2 separate regions of the Mus musculus genome follow, and region 2 is linked to region 1. Evidence: chromatin contacts called from public Hi-C data. All regions are on one chromosome and are shown on one strand. Each heading gives the region's core, a stretch centred on a gene start, on an enhancer-like site or on the middle of the called end of the contact. The rest is flanking DNA. Distances are from core to core; before and after follow the strand shown.

Region 1 (5,739 bases), core at 1,232-3,731:
CAGTCCAGGGATGGGGAGCTATTATGTTTCATGGACTCTAGGCCATCTGTTCTGCCTGCCTACATTTTACTTCTGCAAAAATCATAAACGTACCTCTACCTCAGGGACTACAGAAAGGCATTAGAATTCTTCTGCTTTTCATTATCACAAGATTGAGTAACTCATTTCATTGTCAAGATAATCCCCCTTTACTCTTTCTTTTGCACTTGCCAGTTACTCCAAAATGACAAATAAAATCCCAGATGTTATAGACCAGCGAGCATTCAACTTTTTCTTGAGTGTTGGGTTTAAGCTACTTGGTCAAAATGTCAAAATTGACAGGGCCTTGATGCCCACACCCAGTATTCATTAAGGATCGTTGGTGGTTTGTATAACTGTCAACTAGCTATATTTATGCTTCCATCATCAGTGGATCCTTAAAAGTTAAATCTGCCCTGACTTTAACTGTCAAGAAATTCATTTCTCATTGTTCAGACACTGGAAAGAGATGCATTTCTTTCTGAGAACAGCAAGAGTCTTTGGGGTGCTGTAAACAGCTCACTGCTGCAACACAGGATTTGAGGTAGTCAGACCTAATTTCATGCTTTACTTCCCACCAGGCTAACATGCATCTCTGAAGCATCCAAAGCAGACAGTCTTCTCTCAGGGTACTGCAGCACAGCAGAAGTGTGGGAGCTCCACTCTGCACCAATGACCTGGTTTCACTTGCAGAGCATGAAGGGAGTGCTAGCTTCTGTTATAATAAATGTTTTACTGGTAATTTCATGGAAAAGAATGGCTTTACTTCCTTTCTCTCTCTTAGTTTATATACCAAGTTAACTACAGAAAGATCAGGGAAAGTGATTAAAGCCACTGTTCCTTTGACAATGAGCTCAAGTCACTGCTTGGGAGAAAAGTCCTCAGTCTTGTCAATGGTTTCCCACTTCTAACAGCTTCACCCAGGTTATTTTCCTTTGTGTTTCCTTTGTGTTCCAGCTGTGTTCCTCTTTTTCTTAGTCTATTTAAAGGTTGCCATGTTAATTGGCTCCGAGAAGGAGCAAGGCAAGCTCAAGTCCAATGATTTCACAGCTCTAAACTGTGTCCTCTTGTTTGCAGAAATCTAAGGCGTGCCATCTTAATAGAGCCATAAATTACCCTGACAGGGTAGCTAAAGTGTAAGCTCAGTCCCCACCCTCCTGTGGAAAGAGACTCGCTGTCAGTTCAGAATTTATAACTACATACTTTGCGTGTCTCCAAAATGACATGCTTCAAACAGCAAAAGGGATCGGCACTGTGTGCCCATGTTGGCGGCAGTGTGTTTGTGTGGCAACTGTTTAAAGAACATACTATACTATGAGACAGATTTAATAGATACCAAAGAAATACTATTGACTTTAAAATATTTCAGAATATATGATACAATTTCTATCTTAGATTCTCTTTTTTTCCCCGAGACAGGGTTTCTCTGTGTAGCCCTGGCTGTCCTTGAACTCAGAAATCTGCCTGCCTCTGCCTCTCAAGTGCTGGGATTAAAGGCATGAACCACCACTGCCTGGCTCTAACTTAGATTCTTGTTACTGGCAGAGCCCTCATAAGATTTCCTGTTATATTACAAGCATCACATCTACAATCAGACGGCAATCGCGATTTTATTAAGACACATGGGAGAACATAAGTGTTCTAGGAGAGAGGAGTTAGTTGTAAGATTCATGGCTGCACAAGCATCTGCAGAGTGGAGGAATAGAAAGTCCCTTGAAATAGTCATAGTTTAGAAGTATTATATTGTATTCTGCAAAATGAAAATGGGAATTCTTTTAACAAGCTCAGTTAATAATTTCTACTATATTATTTTTAAAACGAGTAAGTGAATATTAAAGCTCTCTAGGTTGCACAAATGTATCAACGTTTGAGGAAAAACATTAGCTTTCTTTTTTTTCTTTCTTTTTTTTTTTTTGGTTTTTCCGAGACAGGGTTTCTCTGTGTAGCCCTGGCTGTCCTGGAACTCACTCTGTAGACCAGGCTGGCCTCGAACTCAGAAATCAGCCCGCCTCTGCCTTCCAAGTGCTGGGATTAAAGGTGTGCGCCACCACTGCCCAGCAAACATTAGCTTTCTTGTTTCATGCTTTTATATTCCCTTTCCCCACATACTTTCCATAGGTTTCTAATAGCTTAGATGATAAAAAAAAATCATTAGGCAAACTCATTTTTTTCTTGGTCTTCTTGACAAGTGAGGGAACATGCCTACAGCACATTCCCAATGGTGTTTCTCTAAGAATTACTTAGCACATAGGATTCCTCTAGAATTACAAATCTATTTCAGCTCTTAAATTAAAATTCATCTGGGAAGGACTGCTTTTCCCTGTTTATATAACATTGTCACATAAAGAGTGTTAAAAAAATATTTCTCTAAAAATAGCCTGCGTAAGTTAGGGATTAGCAGAGCTCTGTTGCTGGGCCGTTCCTTTGTAGTTTTTTCCATGATGTTCTTGCACAGTGTTTTTGACTGTGTTTATTAAAGTCAGCACATCAAAAAGGATCAAAGAAAAGTGAGGGAGAAGCAAAGAAACCCCAAGTGTGTTGTCTCATTGGGGAGCTATGCAGATTCAGATAAACAAGTGCAAATTGTTGAGGGTTTAATGAAAAAATTTTGACAATTATTTTATCTTGCGTCCTTCTATAGGACGCCATGTGCACAACAGATGCTCTGCTGTGTGCAGACCGCTCCTCTCTGTTTAATAGCCCATCGGAGATGACTACTTTGTCACTGTGCTCAATTTGGTTCAGCAAATAATTTGAGAAGTGCAGCTGCTGCAGATGCTCACAATGGTGACAGAAACTGTAAAATCAAAGACTTGGGGAAGTTTTTCTGCATTAGAGTCAACCTATAAAAATCTGACAGTCATTCCTTTGAGCTCAAAGATACATCATAAAAATTGGTTTGAATACAGACCACCACCACTTGAAAACTACACAAAAAAATATGGCTGCTGGTAGTGTGTGTCTTTTTATTTTTGTCACTTATCAAGACAATACCAAATTGTCCGGTGTGGTGGCACATCTTGAATCCTGGCACTGAGGAGGCAGAGGCAGGCAGATGTTTAAATCTGGGGCAAGCATGGTCTACATAGGTAGTGAGTTCCAGGACAACCAGAGCTACATGGTGATATCCTATCTCAAAACAAGCCAAAACCAAACGAATGTATTTCAAGTTAACTGAAAAAACATGCAATTTGAAGATATTCAACTGCATTATGAAATTAATATTCATAATGATAAATTACTGTTTTCTTTGAAATACAGTTGCAACTATTTTTTATTTAAGTATGTCTTGATCCTGGTGTGAAGGCCAAGTTTACAGCTAGCCTGGGATCCAGAAAGAGATCCTATCTTCCCCAACTAAAAACAAAACCAAAAAGAGCTATGCAGTAATCTCTCAATTAGTTTCCCTAGATGCTAGCCTTTAGCCACAACTAGAATCTGTCCCAACCCTATCTCATTTACACACAACAGATTTTGTTATAGTTTCATTATAATACATCTTTTTAAATTAAGTGACTAACTTCAATTTTGATTTAATGTGACTCTAAAAAACTATTTTAAGATGTTTGCTGGACACTGACCAGCAGAATTATACCAAGTATCTTTTAGTCAAGGCGAATGTATCTATTTTTGTGCTTAACAAGATAAAAGAACATAATTATACAAGAAGAGGGTTATACAGTTTTTCTAATATAAAAGGGAAAATTACAAAAAATAGACCATTTGACTGGCTAAATAAAAAATGTTCAATTGTATCATAATGAAAACAATTATGAAGGTTAAATATCTTTAAAAATGAATCTAGAGATAATGCGATGTGAGCAGAGCTGGCCTGCATGGGGGTCTAAAGCTCTTCCTCTGTTTGGGACATAATTTTTCCCTGCCACCATTAAGGGACAGCATTTAGAAAGGTGTGAGGTTGGGCTCGGAGGACCTGACACTCTAGTGTCCAGTGTTTGAGAATCTTTCATGTCTCCTAGACCCTTCATTTTTCATTTCTGACTTTAAAAACAACAAAGGAAGAAAAAAAAGATCTTTTAGCTGGCTTGATTACGTATATTTCAGAGAGGAAGGACATTAACTATGTTTTGGCCTAATATTATTATTACACAACTATTAAAATTAAAACCAAACCACTGTGCTCAAACTGGCTCTCTAGAACTAAATTACAATTAGTCTCCAGCTGACAATTACTTTTTAGTACACAGCTTAGGGACTGACAAAAATCAGTCCACAACCCTCCTCCATACAGGGCCATGGAAAAGGACATACTCCCACAGGATTGTGGGAAAATATATGGTTTCCTCTTGAGACTTCTGTTCCAGAGTGACACTTCTGCACTTGCCTCTCAGCTTTCCCAGTAGCAGATTCTGTGACTGAAATGGTTATTTCCTGCCTGTGTTGACTTTTCTCCTCTCACACTTTGTGCCCACCTTCTCTGATTCAGTGTGGAAAAGCTACTACTTAGTCATAGTGGCAAAGGAGAAAAATGGAGATGTCATGGCCAGTTAGCTCCATGCCCCTCTACAGTTTCAGTCTTTCCCCGGCCAGGTGTGGCCTGCCTGACACAACACCTCAGTGATACTCTCCCAGGCTTGAGCTTCAGCTGGGCACCTTGTAGAGCATATCTGCCACCATGGCAATTTTTCTTTTGAAAATAAATGGTTCCCAGTGACACATTAGAATCACTTGCGAGGCTGACCAAATTCACATCATTGGGTTCTGTGCCCAGAGAGTATGATTCATAAGCTGGGTTGGGGGTCTAGTACACACATTCCCAGTAAGGTGTCAGGTGATCTGCTGTGCTTGTTCCACAGACTGCACCGTGGAAACACTGTTCTAAGGCTTCCAAAGCTCAACTCGATGTTGTGCTAGCCACTTCAGCTAAAAGGAACTTAGGAACCAACAGTTCCAAAGACAGCTGCAGGAATGTACCTCAAGACATGGATAGGAAGCAGCTTAGAGCTAGGAAATACCCTGGCTCACAGATTTGTTTAAACAGACAAATAACCTTAAACAAAATGACAATAGCCCCAAACCAAACCAAACCAAACCAAACCAAACCAAACCAAACCAAACCAAACCAAACCAAACCAAATCAGCATCTCTGAAATCATTTCACAAGCTAGAACTGTTCCCATCTCTAATGACTCTAAGTCCTTAAAACACTGCATTTTTCACATGCTAACAAAGGGTGTTTTCTCCTCCTCCCTCCATTCCACCCTACCCCCTTTCTGTAACTTACCAGGTACTTTTTGTGCTGCTTTGACAGTAAGGCTTCCATTGAGGTTTGACAGTGATGCTAACACACATGGCTTATGAGGGTGCGGGACAGTTTCCATGGAGACCACGATTTGGGTAGTATGGACAGAAACTTTTTGAAAGCAGGAGATGGCTCTCCAAATGTTTTCTTGAAATGATGTCTTCTGTGCTTCATCACAGTGAACTTTGGTCTTTGACAACTTTCCACGGTAACATTTGGGGACAGGAGGCTCATCCATATTCAGTATAGAGTCTGACGGGGTGGAGGTCTCTTTGCTATGTGCAGAGCTGTGTGCCTTTTTTATCTTCTTTAAAAAATGATTTATCTGATCGAGTTTGGTAAAACTTAAGTTTGCTTTCAAAGGCTTTGATACATCCAAGTAGATGTCAGCTACAAGAAAAAGGAAACAGGGTGACTGGAGCTCCCCAGTTAAATACTAATCAAAGTACAAAGCTCTG
Region 2 (5,889 bases), core at 3,279-5,778, 140 kb before region 1:
CAAAGACATGCTATAAATAAATTCTCATTAACAGAGTGCTTATCTAAAGAAAAATCTGTGCAGCTAGAACTGCAGTCCTCACTGTGGGCTTCAATTATTATATAACAACCTCAGTAAGGCACTGAGTTACATGTGGCAATTTTAAATACTTTCTGGGGACCAATTTGAAATGGTGACATTGAAACTTGCTTGTTTCTCTTCTTCCTGGCACACATCTGGTATGTTGGGACCAGGCATTATAGGACAGCTTGTATATTCTGTGACATAGACAGGCTCTTGAACCCTTGGAGGAAAGGAAGTCACTTTACCCCAGCTGGAGCCATTCATTGTAAACTCTGAAAAGTCCAGAAATGTTGGCAGCTCTGGAGGGAGTAGGTATTAGTCTGGATTGGGTCCCGGGGGCCCAAGATGGCTAGTATTAGGGCAACTGAGAGTAGGAGTAGGGAAGACGTTTACCTGGGAGTAGGAGAGGCAGACAGCACATGAAACTATTGCCGTCCTCAGCCCAGTGGAGGTTAGTCAGTAAGACATCACGAAAGCTTTCTACCAGAGGAAGTTAGACAGTGGCCAGAGCTTTTCCTTCTGGGAAGAGTATGGAATCTTGGGGCCAAAAGGGAGTCAGGACAAGGATGGAGACAGCCTGTGACAGTCAGCTCAGATCTCTTAGATAGGTGAAGAAAGCAATCATTTCCAAAGGAAAGGACATTTAAGGCAACAATTTTAGCTTAAAATAATCCAAAGTCTCCAAATAACAAGCTTGTGCCCCCCAAGATAACTTTATTATTATTGATAACTACTTCTGGACAGAGTATCTTCATTGGACTAAACTTCCCCAAGAATGTGCCTGTGGTTGCTCAAATGCTACTCTTGAGTCAGGACAATGTTTAGTCTCTATGATTGCAGAATATAGCACTAATTAGTTTCGACTCTGTGTGTGCCCTGTGGCCCCTACCTGTTCATTGTTTCTAACAACTGTATTATCAGCTCCAGTTTATAAACAAATCCAGGATTAAAGAAGTTAAACACTTACCTAAGGTCACAAAGAATGGACTTGGGAAAAAAAAGAAAGAAAAACACCGAGCGTGGTGGCGCACACCTTTAATCCCAGCACTCGGGAGGCAGAGGCAGGTGGATCTCTGAGTTCGAGGCCAGCCTGGTCTACAAAGTGAGTTCCAGGGCAGCCAGGGCTACACAGAGAAACCCTGTCTCAAAAAACAAAAACAACAACAACAACAACAAAAAACAAACAAAGAAAGGACTTGGATAACCTATCTTGGAGTCCAGGGCCCTGAGGGACACAGTCTACCCACTGCCACACCGTCCTCCCCAAAGCAAGCAAGGGGACTGCTGGTTTACCTACTGGCCCCACTTTCCACTCATTATCAAATGACATACCCCACACCACAAACTGTTAGTGCTTAACTAGTCTCTGGCAAGTCAACCTGCACTTGTAACATTGTACCACTTCCTCCCACAGAGAAGTTCCTCTGTGCTGGTGAGGCTCTGCACTGCACAGACACCAGAACAAGGGAGGAGGAAACCTTTCAGGCTCATCTCTTCCACTCTGGCCTCTACACTTCCACGGTCACTTTGATCTCTACACTACATACTCCCTCAGATGCTAGAAAGGCAGGGTGCCAAGCAGTATAGTTTTAAATTCCTTTGAAAGCAAATAAACAAAAACACCCTTGAAAAATCCTGCTCTGTAAATTTCTAACTCTGAAGTTTTCTTTTTATAGATTTTCCCAAAGCAACTTATTTTCAAACACTTGATCCTTTGCAATACCCATGGAAATCTTCCCCTCTAACTATACCACCGGGCTGCTTGACAAACAATAATTGCTTGGAGATGGGCTGATCTGAAATAAAGAAATCCAAGGGGGTGGGGGAAGGAAGCTGGCTCCTGACTACAGTTTACACAGCACGTGCACACTGCTCAAGTGCTGCTCAAACAAAGCAAGCAGCCATGCTAAGGGGAAGTAGATGCTTTCCCAAGGTTGCTGGGAACTCACTTCTCAAAGTGCTTAGGGGTGTCCTGTGCCCTCGTCCTTTGCTTTGGAGATTGTATACCAAGACCCATGTTAAGTAGGGAAGATGGAGCACAGGTATTGTGTCTGGTAATCTCCTCCCCAGGCAGTCCTGAGGTAGCCCTGCTAAGGAGCAGCACCACACTGTAGAACTGCTCCTGCCCTAGTGCTCCTCAGATGCACTGCCAGGGACTGTTCCTTCATAGCTCAGTTCTATTTATGAAAGGTCGCGAACTCCACAACCACTCCCACGAGAAGCCACGTGGCCATCCCTGGAGCTTCCAAAGCTGAATGCAGACAGGAGTATCGAGTCTCTTACCGAGCAGGCTGATGCCCAGTCTGGACAGGCCCTGTCGCAGTCCTTCACCTAGGCTCTCAGGGAGCTGCCGCCGCCACTCCTCCTGCCGGTTGTAGTGCTCCTCGTCCAGCGAGAGCCGGCCCATATTCCGGGCCAGGCTGGTGGCCAAGTTGGTGATGGATGTCAAGGCACCTGCGGGCACAAGAGCATGGGCTGGTTCCCTTCAGGTGGCAGCCAGGGTTTGTGAGGTGGGATGAGAAGACATGCCAGCAGCACTGAGTGGCTAAGACCTTTGCACCTTGCCAATAATTTCTCAAGACTTGGGGGAAAGATTTTTGAAGTCCTCTATGGATCCAGTTTTAAGAGATTAAAGTCCGACCGCTGACTACATGCCTAGCCTACCTATGTTTCTGAGCTCATTTTACAGGTTATGTTTAAGGTTATACTCCTTAGTCCCAGGTAGATTGTCAAGAAATGTTTCCACTTTACAACTTGTGAATTCACTGTTCCCTTTTCTTCCTCTGGTCTCTTTTTTGTTTGTTTTTTCAAGACAGGGTTTCTCTGTATAGTCCTGGCTGTCCTGGAACTCACTTTGTAGACCAGGCTGGCCTTGAACTCAGAAATCCGCCTGCCTCTGCCTCCCAAGTACTGAGATTAAAGGCGTGTGTCACCACGCCCGGCCCTCCTCTGCTCTCTTATACAGGCTTACATCAGCTTTGAACTTGTGATCTTCCTCAGCAAGCGTGACCGCACCTGGTCATGACTTCAGTCTTAATAAAGGGAGAAAGTAAACTCTATCACTTGGTATTCTGAGGGAAAAACCCTATTTGCTATAGAAGATTTATGAAGTTTTGGTAATCTGGACATTGACTGATAGAAAAGTCAACAAAGGAACCCAGGCAATGATTCTGTTTGGTTTTCCTAAAAAAAGACAACTTCCCATGCTCCAACAGTCCCAACTGCTCCAGCAAGTACATATGGATCTCAGCAGCAAAACCAGAAGACACCAATAGAGAAGAAATGGCAGGTCCCACTTCTGAAGCTATCATTTTTACCTGTGGTCTGAACACATAAGATACCCAGACACACTCAGACAGATGAACACACAGACTTGAACACATAGACACACATACAGACATGAATCACAGACACACACAGATGTATGAACACAGACACACACAGACATATAAACACAGAGACATATGAACACACAACACAGACAGACACACACACAGACACACACACACACAGACAACCCCCCCCCCCCCCGATTTTGCTAAGATGGGAGAACAAATGTAAGAAGCAGTCAGGATGCTAAATAAGCTGAGCTACAGTTTAACAGGTGTTTGCTGTCCTATTGTAAAACACAAACACCAGAACCTCAGAGGACCCATGGCAGGACTGAGAAGCCCACCAGGCACACATCTGTGAGTTTCTAGTCCGCTCCCAGGCCTCCCGGGATCTGGGGCTGGGGGAGGCTCCCTTTCATTGTCCATGGAATTTGTTTTTATTACTCTGGCTGCTCTCTTGCCAACCCCCCACCAGGAGCCCCCACCCTCACTATGGATCATGGAGTCTCATATTTCAAGCCTAAGTCTTCTTTTGAGGTCTTCTAGAGTCTTCAGTAACCTGCCCACTCATAACAGAGTTATGGTATTGTCTACAGTAAAATGCCTTTTATGGGCAAGAAGGCCTTTGCCCTGTTTTCTCTGCCTCCCGCTGAGAAGAAAAGGGGACTCAGATGGCCCTTGTTAGTTCCCTGGTCACTGCCAACCTGACCAAAATATCGAGCAAACACTGGATGAAATGAAAACATTCTCCTGGTGGGAAGCAGTTTAGCCTCCATGCCTGATGACCTGTCTGGACCACAAGATGGCACTGTGGATGTAGGGAGTGGGAGTAAAGCTGGCTTAGCAGTCAGCTTCCCCACTACAATGAGTCCATGTCCTTAGACAGCTATGACAACTGTATCTGCATTTTAGAAACATGATGAGGCAACTGGTGTGGGAGCCCTGCTGCTTAGCAGAGGTCACAAACACTGTCAGTATTTCTATATTTATTGTATAGAATAACAGTGGAGCCAGTTTGTGTTTTCTCAATGAGAACGTTTCTGAAACATTTTTAAACACTACAGGCAAGCAGTGATTTGTTTAAAACATGAGCTTTGCTATCATCCCAGCATTTCACAGCAAGTTAACACAACAGAAGCTGCAGGCTGGGTGAGCAAACTGAACAGCATGAACGCTTGAAACACAAGACAAGGCCCTGCAAGGACCGGCACCCGCTACCTTTGGAAATGTGCTTGACGAATGATGTGGTCCCTCTGGAGACTCCGCTCACGAAGGCTCCTGGGCCTCGGGTCAATCCCTCATATGGAAGCCTGAAGAAGTCCGAGATCCCATTCCCAATGCTTCTCACTAAGCTGGCGGGGCTGCCGAGGATTTCCAGAGACCCCACCACCCAGCCTGCAACACAAAGGGAAGGGGTTATTGAGACCTTGAGTTCAGCACTTTCAACACTCATGAAAAGTGGCCTGCTTTCTCTAAAATTCCCTTTCCACACTAGAACGAAGGGTGTATGACACCCATAAGCTTCTTTGGAGCAAAATATGGGAAATCATATCTGTGAATTCATAAATGGTGAACTTTCATACTTTATAAATCACAGTGTTCCTCTGGCAGCCTTGCAAATGGCTTTAATATGACTTCTGTGCCCAAGCCTCCTGTACTCCTGTAAAGGGAGCCATGTGCAGAGAACACCTCCAGCTCAGTCAGGCACTCTGGGCTGCAGGTGCTCACAGACTGAGATGTTTCTCCCTATCTGTCAGGGCGGCGGCGGCAGCAGCAGCAGCAGCAGCAGCAGCAGCAGCAGCAGCAGCTGCCTGGTGGTGAGAAGCCAGATGCTAAAATAGGGTATTGCAAAAGGGATGCAAGCTTTGACAAGGATGGAGGGTTCTTTTTAATCTTTCACAATCCTATCAAGCTGAGTACTTCTCTTAGAGTGGAGCTAGAGCCAAACAAATGTCTCTCCTTCAACCCTATTGGGCTGTGTAAACATCGGTGACAGGGACACACTGATTAGGTTAGCGAGAGGGAAGTGCTCCCCCACCCATGTCCCAGGAGCGTGGCTTTGGGTCTGCTTTCCTATTTAAATTCAGACTTGCCAGGAGCTGGCCTGCTCCAGTGGCTTGCTCACAGCCTTCTGCCTTTTCCCTTCCGCCTGGGGTGGGGACTGAGGGCTTGTAAGCCCAGAGGACTCCAGGGGCAGGCAAAGACCAGGGGCAGGGAGAGGAGAGATCTGAAAAAGCAACTTCCTTTAGGAATCTTTATGCCAAACTCAGTACTGTGGCCTTTTTATTGGGAAGGCTGTGAGGTAAGGCAAAGGATGGGAACTGTTCCCTCTCTCAATAGCAAGTCTCTGTGACAGAGATCCTCAGTTAAGTCACCAACCGAAGAGGGAGGCCAAGTCCCCAGGTCACTATCAAAGCAGAGAGCTTCCTAAAGTAGAGAGCATAGGACTGGCATAAATGTTGAGCCCTTTTCTGGAGCATTAGGGTGACAACAT

What was found. A called contact is a pair of places that touch in the nucleus more often than the background predicts.
Region 2: a Hi-C map of uterus shows a contact between it and region 1, with 5 times the contacts expected there. The contact joins two enhancer-like sites. A contact is called at or near these places in 8 of 484 Hi-C or Micro-C datasets (Sertoli cells, embryonic stem cells, liver and 1 more), 1 of 115 datasets of contacts at active chromatin or transcription factors (fibro-adipogenic progenitors) and 1 of 9 other capture datasets (embryonic stem cells).

The regions. Positions count from the first base shown.
Region 1 is chr15:35,770,388-35,776,126 of GRCm38.p6, reverse strand. Vps13b (vacuolar protein sorting 13B) reads right to left here. Exons shown (of 62, transcript NM_177151.4): 36 at 5,264-5,671. Among named protein-coding and RNA genes, the nearest start is that of Mir875, 110 kb to the right of the region's middle. Within about 2 kb of position 2,481, at least 15 of the 459 cell types and tissues checked have an H3K27ac peak or open chromatin away from gene starts, as enhancers often do. A contact at or near this core is called in uterus, where this site is marked.
Region 2 is chr15:35,913,675-35,919,563 of GRCm38.p6, reverse strand. It overlaps Vps13b (vacuolar protein sorting 13B), which reads right to left. Exons shown (of 62, transcript NM_177151.4): 57 at 4,614-4,790; 58 at 2,347-2,517. Among named protein-coding and RNA genes, the nearest start is that of Cox6c, 22 kb to the left of the region's middle. Within about 2 kb of position 4,528, at least 52 of the 459 cell types and tissues checked have an H3K27ac peak or open chromatin away from gene starts, as enhancers often do. A contact at or near this core is called in uterus, where this site is marked.